3 separate regions of the Sus scrofa genome follow, and all the other regions are linked to region 3. The links are chromatin contacts, called in public Hi-C and promoter capture Hi-C maps. All regions are on one chromosome and are shown on one strand. Each heading gives the region's core, a stretch centred on a gene start, on an enhancer-like site or on the middle of the called end of the contact. The rest is flanking DNA. Distances are from core to core; before and after follow the strand shown. Region 1 has its middle 130 kb from the start of GPR12. Region 2 has its middle 3.8 kb from the start of POLR1D. Region 3 overlaps LOC110255796 (a long non-coding RNA gene).

Region 1 (2,878 bases), core at 347-2,846, 250 kb after region 3:
CTAGTCCCATGTTTCCTGTAATCTAGTACTTAGATCTGGAAACTTAATTGGCTTGTTTTTTGTTAAGAATTTTTACTTATTATTTCCATCAAGAGCCCATCATGTTCTGGGCCTCGTGAAGTATAACATATTTGAAAGTAGACCGTTGATGGAGTTCCCATCGTGGCTCCGTGGTAACAAGCCTGACTAGTATCCGTGAGGATGCGGGTTCGATCCCTGGCCTCGCATAGTGGGTTAAGGATCTGGCGTTGCCGTGAGCTGTGGTGTAGGTTGCAGGTGCGGCTCGGATCTGGTATTGCTGTGGCTCTGGTGTAGGCGGCAGCCACGGCTGTGATTCGACCCCTAGCCTGGGAACCTCCCTATGCCGCGTCTGTGTCTCTAAAAAGACAAAAAAAAAAAAAGCGAAAGCAGGCCAGTGTTATCATACATGGCTGGAAAAGGTGAAAACTCATTTACCCAAAAGACACTGACTGGAAAAGAAAGTGATTTATTCTGGAAGGGTTCTTAAGACAAGTTAGTTGAAGAATGAGGTTACGCATAAAGGAATATAACGACACGGCTGGTTGGTTGGCCTCCGGGAGTCAGAGGAGCCCAGATCTGGGGGCTGGTCTTCCTTCCCCGGCTCTCCGGGACAGGATGTCAATATTTGATCCTGCGCCGCGACAGCCACGGGAGGGGTGTGTTGGCGGGAATCGGGACCAGCTGTTTTGGGCTCCTGTTCTGCGGGGAGAATTCGCGCCGTGTGGGAAGGCTCTTCCAGCATCAGCGGGCGTTAGGAGAGGGGCTTCCAACCGCCGCCTTTGGTCCGGGGGTGGGGGGCTGGAGGGTGGAGGGTGGCAGACGGTGTGAAACTTCTGTGAGTTGGGAGCCCGTTGGCGGGTGTGAACACCAGTACGAGGCTCAGTCCAAGTGGTGGAGCCGAGCGGGGAGGCCCGCGGGGGCAGCTCAGGCACCGTCTTGACCCTGGCTGGCCGGGCCCTCGAGTGTTTTCACTCCGCCCTGCACGTTGGGAGAGCCCGTTTGTCTTCACTGACGTGACGCCCTGGAACACAGGCTTTATAGGCCCTTCCTCCCAGAGTCCTCGTTACTGTCATTCTTTTCTCCGGGTTGGCATCGCCTCCCTGGTGAGAGGGCTCCCTGGGGCGCTGTGGAAGCAGCACCGTGGACCCCCTGGGGGGCCCAGCCGGCCTCACGCGTGTAAACCGAGGGCCCGGTTCTGCACCGGCAGCTATCGAGGAGCCTCGCAGCAAAGCTGCTGGAGAATTTCCCCGCGAGATGCCAAAGTACGAAAGAGATCAGAAGGCAGAGCGTCCGCCCAAAAGCCCAGCTCCGGCCCTGCCGCCCGCAGAGTCTGAGGATCGGCCAGGCCGTAAAGATAAGCGCCGGGCCTCCCTCTTCTTGGAAAGGCTTATCAGTGGCTGGTGTGGGGAGAAGCCGCCTCCCGGGAAGACGCCCCTGTTGGCATCGTCCCCGTGGACTTTACCAGGGCCCGTGTCCCCAGGCTGGTGACGTCAGCCACCCTGTCCCCTTGGGAGGGGCCACGCAGGATCTTGCAGCCAGCAGGCCCCCGAGGGGCAGGGAGCCCTTGCGCGTTGGGCGCCAGCCGGGCCCTCCCCGGGCCCTCTGCACTTGAGATAGCTCGGGGAGACTTTCGCATTGTCACTGTGACCTCCAGGGCCCCCTCGCTGCCAGTTAATCATTACACGGGCAGGGCTCTGTTCCCCGGCTCTCGGCCTGTTTTTGCGGCCGCCGGGGTTTATTACTGGCCAAGGGGCCTTGGCGGGTGTTTGGATTGCGTGCTGATAGGCGGCCGTTTGGCTCCAGCTCGGCTCTCTCGGGATTGGATACAGGACACACTCTCCTCTAGGGAAACTGGGTCATCTCGGAGGCGGGGGAAGGTACCCCCCAGCCCCCAAGCCGCTGAGAGCCCCTGGCACTGATCTTCCCACGTGCCCTCCTGGAGAAAGCCTGAGATGAAGCTGGCGCAGGAAGAAACACCAGCGTTGGAAAGCCGAGAGCGGATGCGTCCCGGCTGTGCCCCTGGGGGGCGCTGCTCAGGGTCCAGGCGGCTGGGCGCGATAGGGCTTCCTGTTCTGAGACCCTCTCTTCCTCGGGGAACCCGCCTCCAGCCCTCTGTCTGTCCTCTGAGGAGTGAGGCGGCCGGAAGGTCGTGCATCTATTGCAAAAGCAAGTGGACTGTCCGCAGAGGCACCCGCGAGCTTTCCTGGTGACCATGTTAAGTCCTTGGTGGTTAAATAACGTCGGGGAGGGTCCCAGCCCTCCACCCTAACGGCTCCCCCAAAGGAATCAGGTGCCACAGGAATGCCTGGCGCTGCTCAGGTCACTCCTACAGAACCCGCCGCGTCCTCTCGCCCTCCGTGCCCGTCTCACCCGTCACCTCGTGCCCATGTGTTATGGGCACGCCGCCCATCTCTGCCCCCTGTCCTCGTCCGCTTCCCACTTCCTCCCTCACTGGCCGCCTCCTAGGTCTGCCGTCCGGCTGGCGGCCTCGTCAGGGCTGCCCCTCTTGCTCTCTGCTGGGAGGGCCTCCTCTCCGCAGGGCCCTCCGTCGTCGTGTCCACGAGCACCTGCCCGCGGCACTCGGGCCACCCTGCACTGCACGCCCTGTGCCCTTTGACCTAAGTGGACTGTGTGTTTTTCTGGAAGCTGGTGCCCAGCCTGGGGCTGGCTCCCCGTTCCTTTGCGTTGCTCCTGGGGGGCAAATACAGGCAGGTCACAGCGGTGACCCTGGGCTCTGAGCGGTCCTGGGCCACATCTGTGTTGGTGGGAAGTTGGGCTGGGGTGGGCTTGGTACGAGCACGGTACTGGAGGGGACTCGGGATTCAGAGCCGCGTCCTCGCTCCTGTGCGGGCTGCGG
Region 2 (2,700 bases), core at 162-2,661, 230 kb before region 3:
TCAATTTTATGTACTTGGACAGACTGGATTCCCGTCGCTGCACCCCTGTAGAAAATGGGCTTTGATCTAGTATCCTTTTTGGCCTGTCAGAGCTTTCTTGAGCCATGAACAACAAAAAGTGTTGCCTTTTTTTAGCTTGTCCAAGTCCTACTGGTGAGTTTTCCCCTGGGGCAAAGTGTAGGCCAAATCGGAAGCAAAGTAGAATGACATTACTTTTAATTTGGCCCACATGTGTGTTCACGTTCCCAGTTCTGCATCTTGTTGCTCTCTCCTTTTCGCATCAGGTTATCAATTTTTCATTATTCATTCAGCAGCTGATGGAGTGCCTTCTGCATGCCAGGTATTGATGGCAGGGCTCAGCTCTTGCCCTGAAGTGGCTCCTAGTCTTGTGTGGACGCTGATCCATATACCTTCATTCTACCAGCTGCCACAAAGCAACTGACACACCTGCTGTGGGAACTTAAAAGAGGGAGCGTTTCTGCCTCGAGTTTGTTAGGAAAGGCCTCACACAGCACTTACTCTGAGAGGTGTGTGATTTTTCGAGGCGCATTCTAGGCAAAAGGACTAGCCTGTAGGGCGTCACGGTGTGAGAGCTGCGTGTGGTCACTCTGGCTTGAAGGATGTGGTGTCTGGGGTTAGGGCTTAGGTCAGATGCTTGTGTATGGTTCATTTCAGAGCGCTTTAGGGCTTTGTCTTGCCTAGGGTAGGCACTCAAATATTTATTGAACTGATTTGAACAGAAACATGAAGGATTTTGTATGCCAAATTAAGAAATTTGGATTTTATCCAGTCAGTTGATACAGAGCTGCTAATTTTAAGCAGGAGGATGTCATGGTAACATTTGCTTTCCAGAAGGATCTCTTCGGCAGTCTGAAGGATGGTTGGGGGTCCAGATGGGAGGTGGGGAGACAGAGTAGGAGCTATTATAGTGTAGGTAACCCACAGTGTTTGTGTTTGCATCTGGCTCTGTCACTCATTACGTAACTTCTTTCTTCCCTTAGGTTCCCCGTTTCGTAGGGTTTGGGGGGTAAAAGTTGAAGACAGGTGTGTTAGATGGCGCTTGGCGCATAGGAAGGCCTTGGTAGACCTCGTTGTTATTCCGTGTCAAGGCGGTGGCCATAGAGATGATGTATCGTTTAGGAGGTGTAATTGGTTGCTCCAGCTAAGTGACTAAGATGTGATTAGGGAGAGGGTGATTCCTGGGTTTTTGACTTGGGGGCATTGGAGTGTCCTGGTTAAGCTGGCTGTGGAGTCAGAACAGGGGTTGAATTCCATCTCTTACCCTTAGAATTGCTATCCTCACTGAACTTTGGTTTCCTGACATTTAGGAAATGAAGTCCCTGCCTAGTAGGGTTTGAGGATCAAAAGCAATTACGCGTGTAATGCCCTTGGCAGAGTCCCTAGCACATTGCCAGTGCTCAGTAAATATTAGTTGTTCCTGTAGTGGTAAGGACATTAATGAGCTAGTGGAATGTTAGGAGATATGAGAAAGAACATTTAAAAACCATTTTTGGTGGGAGTGGGGAAGGGAAGACGGTTTTGGACGATCCCATGGAGGTGCTCGTGAATGATCGAGAAGCCTGTGATGCAGCTGTTGGATAGTGTGTCTGGCAGGCGCTAGGAAAAAATAGAGAAGAAAAAATTTTAAAAAAGTCCACTTAGAGCCTTTGCGGGTATGGGCAGCTTTATGGAAGATTCGGAGAAAGGGGGGCGGAGGAGAGGTTTACCTTGTGGCAGTGCCAGGAGTGTAGATGTGGAATCTTAGGCTTCTCTAGCCTTCAGATGCATTTTGGCTTCTGTCACATGGGAACTCCAAACTCAGATAATCTGGAGGCTGTGTCCTCCCCTCCTCTTTCACTCCTCTCTGATGGCCCCCTGCCCTCCCCACCAAATCCAAGTGCCTTTTTGATTTTATTATGCAGAGACATTTAACTTTCCCCTGTTTATGGGGCTAAAGTTCACTCCAGACCCACGTCCCTATATCAGAATACAGCAAGGTCTCTGGAAGAAGCAAAGGTCTCATTTCATAGGTTTACTTAGGAAGTAATGTTCTAAAAATGTGTATATAAAGATTATATATATAAGATTATATATAATTATATATATATATAAAATCATTGTATATCTTGCATGTAAAATTACACGTGTAGAAGACTTAGCCAGGTCTAAAATGACCCTGTTAAGGGGCCTGGAGATTTTCAAAGTAAATCCCCTTTAGCTTTCCTGTCATATGTCTCTTTTCCTTAGAAAAGGGAGAAACAGTAGAGAAACCTGTGGTTATATAGTTTTGGTTGGTCGGAATTAGAAGAAATGGCTCTTTTGCGTATTAACTGAGATGTTGTCAAGAAGAATTTTTTTTTTTTTTTTTTTTTTTTAATGGCCACATCCACGGCTTATGGAAGTTCCCAGGCCAGGGATTGAATCAGAACTGCACCTGTGATCTACACTACAGTTGGGGCAATGCTGGATCCTTTAACCCGCTGTGCAGGATTGGCGATTGAACCCGTGCCTACACCGCGACCTGAGCTGCTGCAGTTGGATTCTTAACCCACTGTGGCACAGTGGGATTCCCAAGAGGAATTTTTTTTTTTTTTGTCTTTTTGCTATTTCTTTGGGCCGCTCCCGCGGCATATGGAGGTTCCCAGGCTAGGGGTCGAATCGGAGCTGTAGCCACTGGCCTACACCAGAGCCACAGCAACG
Region 3 (2,970 bases), core at 126-2,625:
AAATTGACCCTGGAGGGCCCACAAAGACTCAATTCAGCACTAAAATTTAAATATCTGCCTAGTACTTTCAAGATGGAACAAATGAATGTGTAAGGAAACCACGTGCAAACTTCGAGGAGCCCCGTCGGGCATGAACAGAGGGACTGATGCTCACTTCCCCACGGGGCCAGCAAGGGTTAGCCCCACAGTGAGTGTCTCCAAAGAGAGACCTGAAGGGTCCCTGCAACGTGCGGTGGGATGGCAGACGCTCATCAGGGATAAGGCGACAGGAAGCAGACCTGAGCCGAAGCTCAGGACATCCAGCAGCCACGGTTCTTGGCTCCAAACAAACTCTGCTGTGAAGTGCTGACAAGCATTCCATGCTGCCCATTTCCTGCCTGGAAGGATCCTTTACACTGGAAATAACGCACCACTCCCAGCACCAAACCCTCACCACTGGGCACTCTCTTAGCCAGAGAAAGACAAATAAATGCTCACTTTCTATGTTGAGAATGCACCGTGTAGCGGATCCTGCTGGAAGCCCCTCTATCATTAGCGGAAGTCATCCTCCCAACAGGATCCTCAGCCCCATGTTACAGGGGAGGAAACTGAGAGCAGAGAGGTTAAGCCACTTTCAGGGGGACAGGATGTAAATAAACCCAGGAGGCTTGCTGTATGGACTGCCTCAGAAACCACCAGCCAAGCTTCTGCCTGCTCAGAACGAGGGCACCTGGTGGAGTCAGGGCCCAGAGGCTGCCCCTCGCGGGTGTCTTGGGGTTGTTTACACTTTTGCACGAATGCTTTATTTCTTGGGGACTATTCTGGAATGCTGAGCCGAGGCTCCTCGCATGCCTGCTGCTCCCTCCAGCCGGAAGCTCCCAGGGCTTGTCCAGGGCGGCTGTCGGCCTGCTGACCACACCGTGCAAACAAGGGCAGCAGCTGCTCAGTGTCCACAGAAGCATGAGCGTGGTTTGCAGAGTAAACGAACTCTAATTTGGACAAATACCCAGGCGGCCCAGAGCCTGGGACAGGCAGGGCTGTGGAACAGGAGCGGCCGGGCTGCCCCGGCAGTACTCGCCGGCTAGCACCCACCGAGACATCAACCTCAGGCCCCCTTCCAGCTCACAGCGTTGCCGAGGGGAGGGAAAGGCCACCTGGGAGGGGGCGGGGTTTGCTCAGGTTTGGTATTTACACGCTTAGCAGCCCTGCAGGTGAGCACAGGCCCAAACCTCAGAAAAGCACGCAGGTGAGGAAACCACAGGATACGCCTGCTCTGAATAAAAATTGACTACAGAGAGAGAGAGAGAGAGAGAGAGAGAGCGCGCGGGCTGAAGGCACCTGGTCTTGCCCGTGCAACGCAAACGGTACTGCGCATGCCTTTCGCCTGGACACAGGTCAGCGGAACTAAGGGTGCGCCTCCTGGCGGCCAACCCTGTCCGTGTGTCCTGGACACGTCGCCCGGCCTTGCTGGACGTCCACCTCTTCCCCTGCACCATCAGCACCGCTTCCCAGCGCGGCTCCCGGCCGGACTGAGACGGTGCAGGGAGAAGACACGCGGTGAACGCTGGCGAGACAGCAGATTCGTCATGAATTTCGACAAGTATTCATTCGACAAACACTGCGCTGTGGCGCCCCACGAGCCCCGGGTGAGCGTGCTGGCTGCTAACACAGCTGCCCTCCTCCGAAGGGCACCACATCCCCCGGAAGTACCTGGAAGCTTACGCCAACTATAGGTACAAAAGCCTGGCCCCCTCTTCCACAGCGGGACGGCTTTGCGGTGCTGTTGACGGTCCAGAACTCTCCGGGGATCCGGCTGAGACTACACTTCAGCGGAAGGCAGAGAACTGCTCAGGCTCTCCCCCGCCTGCCGCCCCTCTCCCAGCACGCCCTCCATCCGTCGGGGGTGCTCTCAGACCTGGGCGTCTGCTCCGGCCAGGCCTGGGAGACACAGCAGTGAGCAGCGGTCCCTGCTCCAGCAGGGTCTGTGCCCGGAGAGCGACCCGCAAAGGGCCAGTGAATTCGAGTAAGAAGTTCCACGGACTTAATGCCGGGGCGGGGAGGCGTAAAGGCTCACAGAATGGGCCGATGCAGGAAAAGGCTCACCAGGGAGAGGCCCCTGACCCAGGCGGCCCCGGGCGCAGGGAGTGCGGCCCAGAGAGGGAGCCCTTCAAGGCTCAGAGGGCAAGTGAGCTGGATGATTTGCAAGGGACTCTCTAGAGCCAGTGACCAAGGAGAGGGGTGACTGGCTCCAGAGTTACCCCTAATCCTTTCCTCCTGAGGACCGAGGCGACCCCTGGGCAGAATCTCTGTGGCAGCAGAGCCTGCGCACGAGGCTGCCCTGGGAACGGTGCTGTCCGGACACGTTAGGTGCCCAGTGGTCATGCCATTATTCCTTCCCCGTGAAGGGCTGGGTCCGGGGTGAACCTGCACCCTCCCCCCACCCACAGCAGAAGGAACAGGGCTGCTGGGTGAGCTCACTTGCAGGAGGAGCCTGGAGCAGTCCGAGTCATAGAAACAGAGTAGAATGGTGGGTGCACCTGGGGCAAATGACGGCTCTGGAGAAGGTGGAGGTGACAGCTGCACTCAGGGCGAGTGTTCTCAGGGCCACGGAGCTGCACACTTTAAAGTGGTTCGGGGGCAAACTTCATGTGTTTTTCACCACAATTCTTAAAAAAGAGGAAGGAAGGCTATTGTCTAGATCTAAGGGCAGAGTCATGTTATATCCCGTGGTCTAAGACAAAGAAGTTACCGGACACATGATTTTAAAACATCAGTTAGTACCAGGAAGCAGATGACAAGATAACCAGGTCCCCAGCCCCGAGTGCACAGGCAGTGCTGACTGCCTGTCCTGGCACCAGCCTCCCGGCCAGGTCTCCCCAGAGCTTCACTCAGGGACCGCATCTGCGCTGATGCGTCTCCCCTACGAAGCCCTTTCTGATGAGCTGTGTCTCTCTCCTCCTCGTCCACCTTTCCAGAATCACTCGGAAAACC

The links. Promoter capture Hi-C pulls out the DNA fragments that hold promoters and counts their contacts. Hi-C and Micro-C count contacts between places; a contact is called where the count stands out from the background.
Region 1: a contact with region 3 is called in a Hi-C map of liver, with 5 times the contacts expected there. The contact joins two enhancer-like sites. A contact is called at or near these places in 2 of 5 promoter capture datasets (fetal liver and liver), 25 of 47 Hi-C or Micro-C datasets (alveolar macrophages, blood, embryonic fibroblasts and 14 more) and 2 of 2 datasets of contacts at active chromatin or transcription factors (alveolar macrophages and skeletal muscle).
Region 2: a contact with region 3 is called in a promoter capture Hi-C map of liver, with 6 times the contacts expected there. The contact joins two enhancer-like sites. A contact is called at or near these places in 1 of 5 promoter capture datasets (liver) and 3 of 47 Hi-C or Micro-C datasets (epiblast stem cells and liver).

Annotation. Positions count from the first base shown.
Region 1 is chr11:4,553,194-4,556,071 of Sscrofa11.1, reverse strand. No RefSeq gene overlaps it. Among named protein-coding and RNA genes, the nearest start is that of GPR12, 130 kb to the right of the region's middle. Within about 2 kb of position 1,596, at least 19 of the 83 cell types and tissues checked have an H3K27ac peak or open chromatin away from gene starts, as enhancers often do. A contact at or near this core is called in fetal liver and liver, where this site is marked.
Region 2 is chr11:5,039,167-5,041,866 of Sscrofa11.1, reverse strand. No RefSeq gene overlaps it. Among named protein-coding and RNA genes, the nearest start is that of POLR1D, 3.8 kb to the left of the region's middle. Within about 2 kb of position 1,411, at least 4 of the 83 cell types and tissues checked have an H3K27ac peak or open chromatin away from gene starts, as enhancers often do. A contact at or near this core is called in liver, where this site is marked.
Region 3 is chr11:4,804,701-4,807,670 of Sscrofa11.1, reverse strand. The region is part of intron 1 of LOC110255796 (a long non-coding RNA gene); the gene reads right to left. Among named protein-coding and RNA genes, the nearest start is that of GTF3A, 47 kb to the left of the region's middle. Within about 2 kb of position 1,375, at least 11 of the 83 cell types and tissues checked have an H3K27ac peak or open chromatin away from gene starts, as enhancers often do. A contact at or near this core is called in fetal liver and liver, where this site is marked.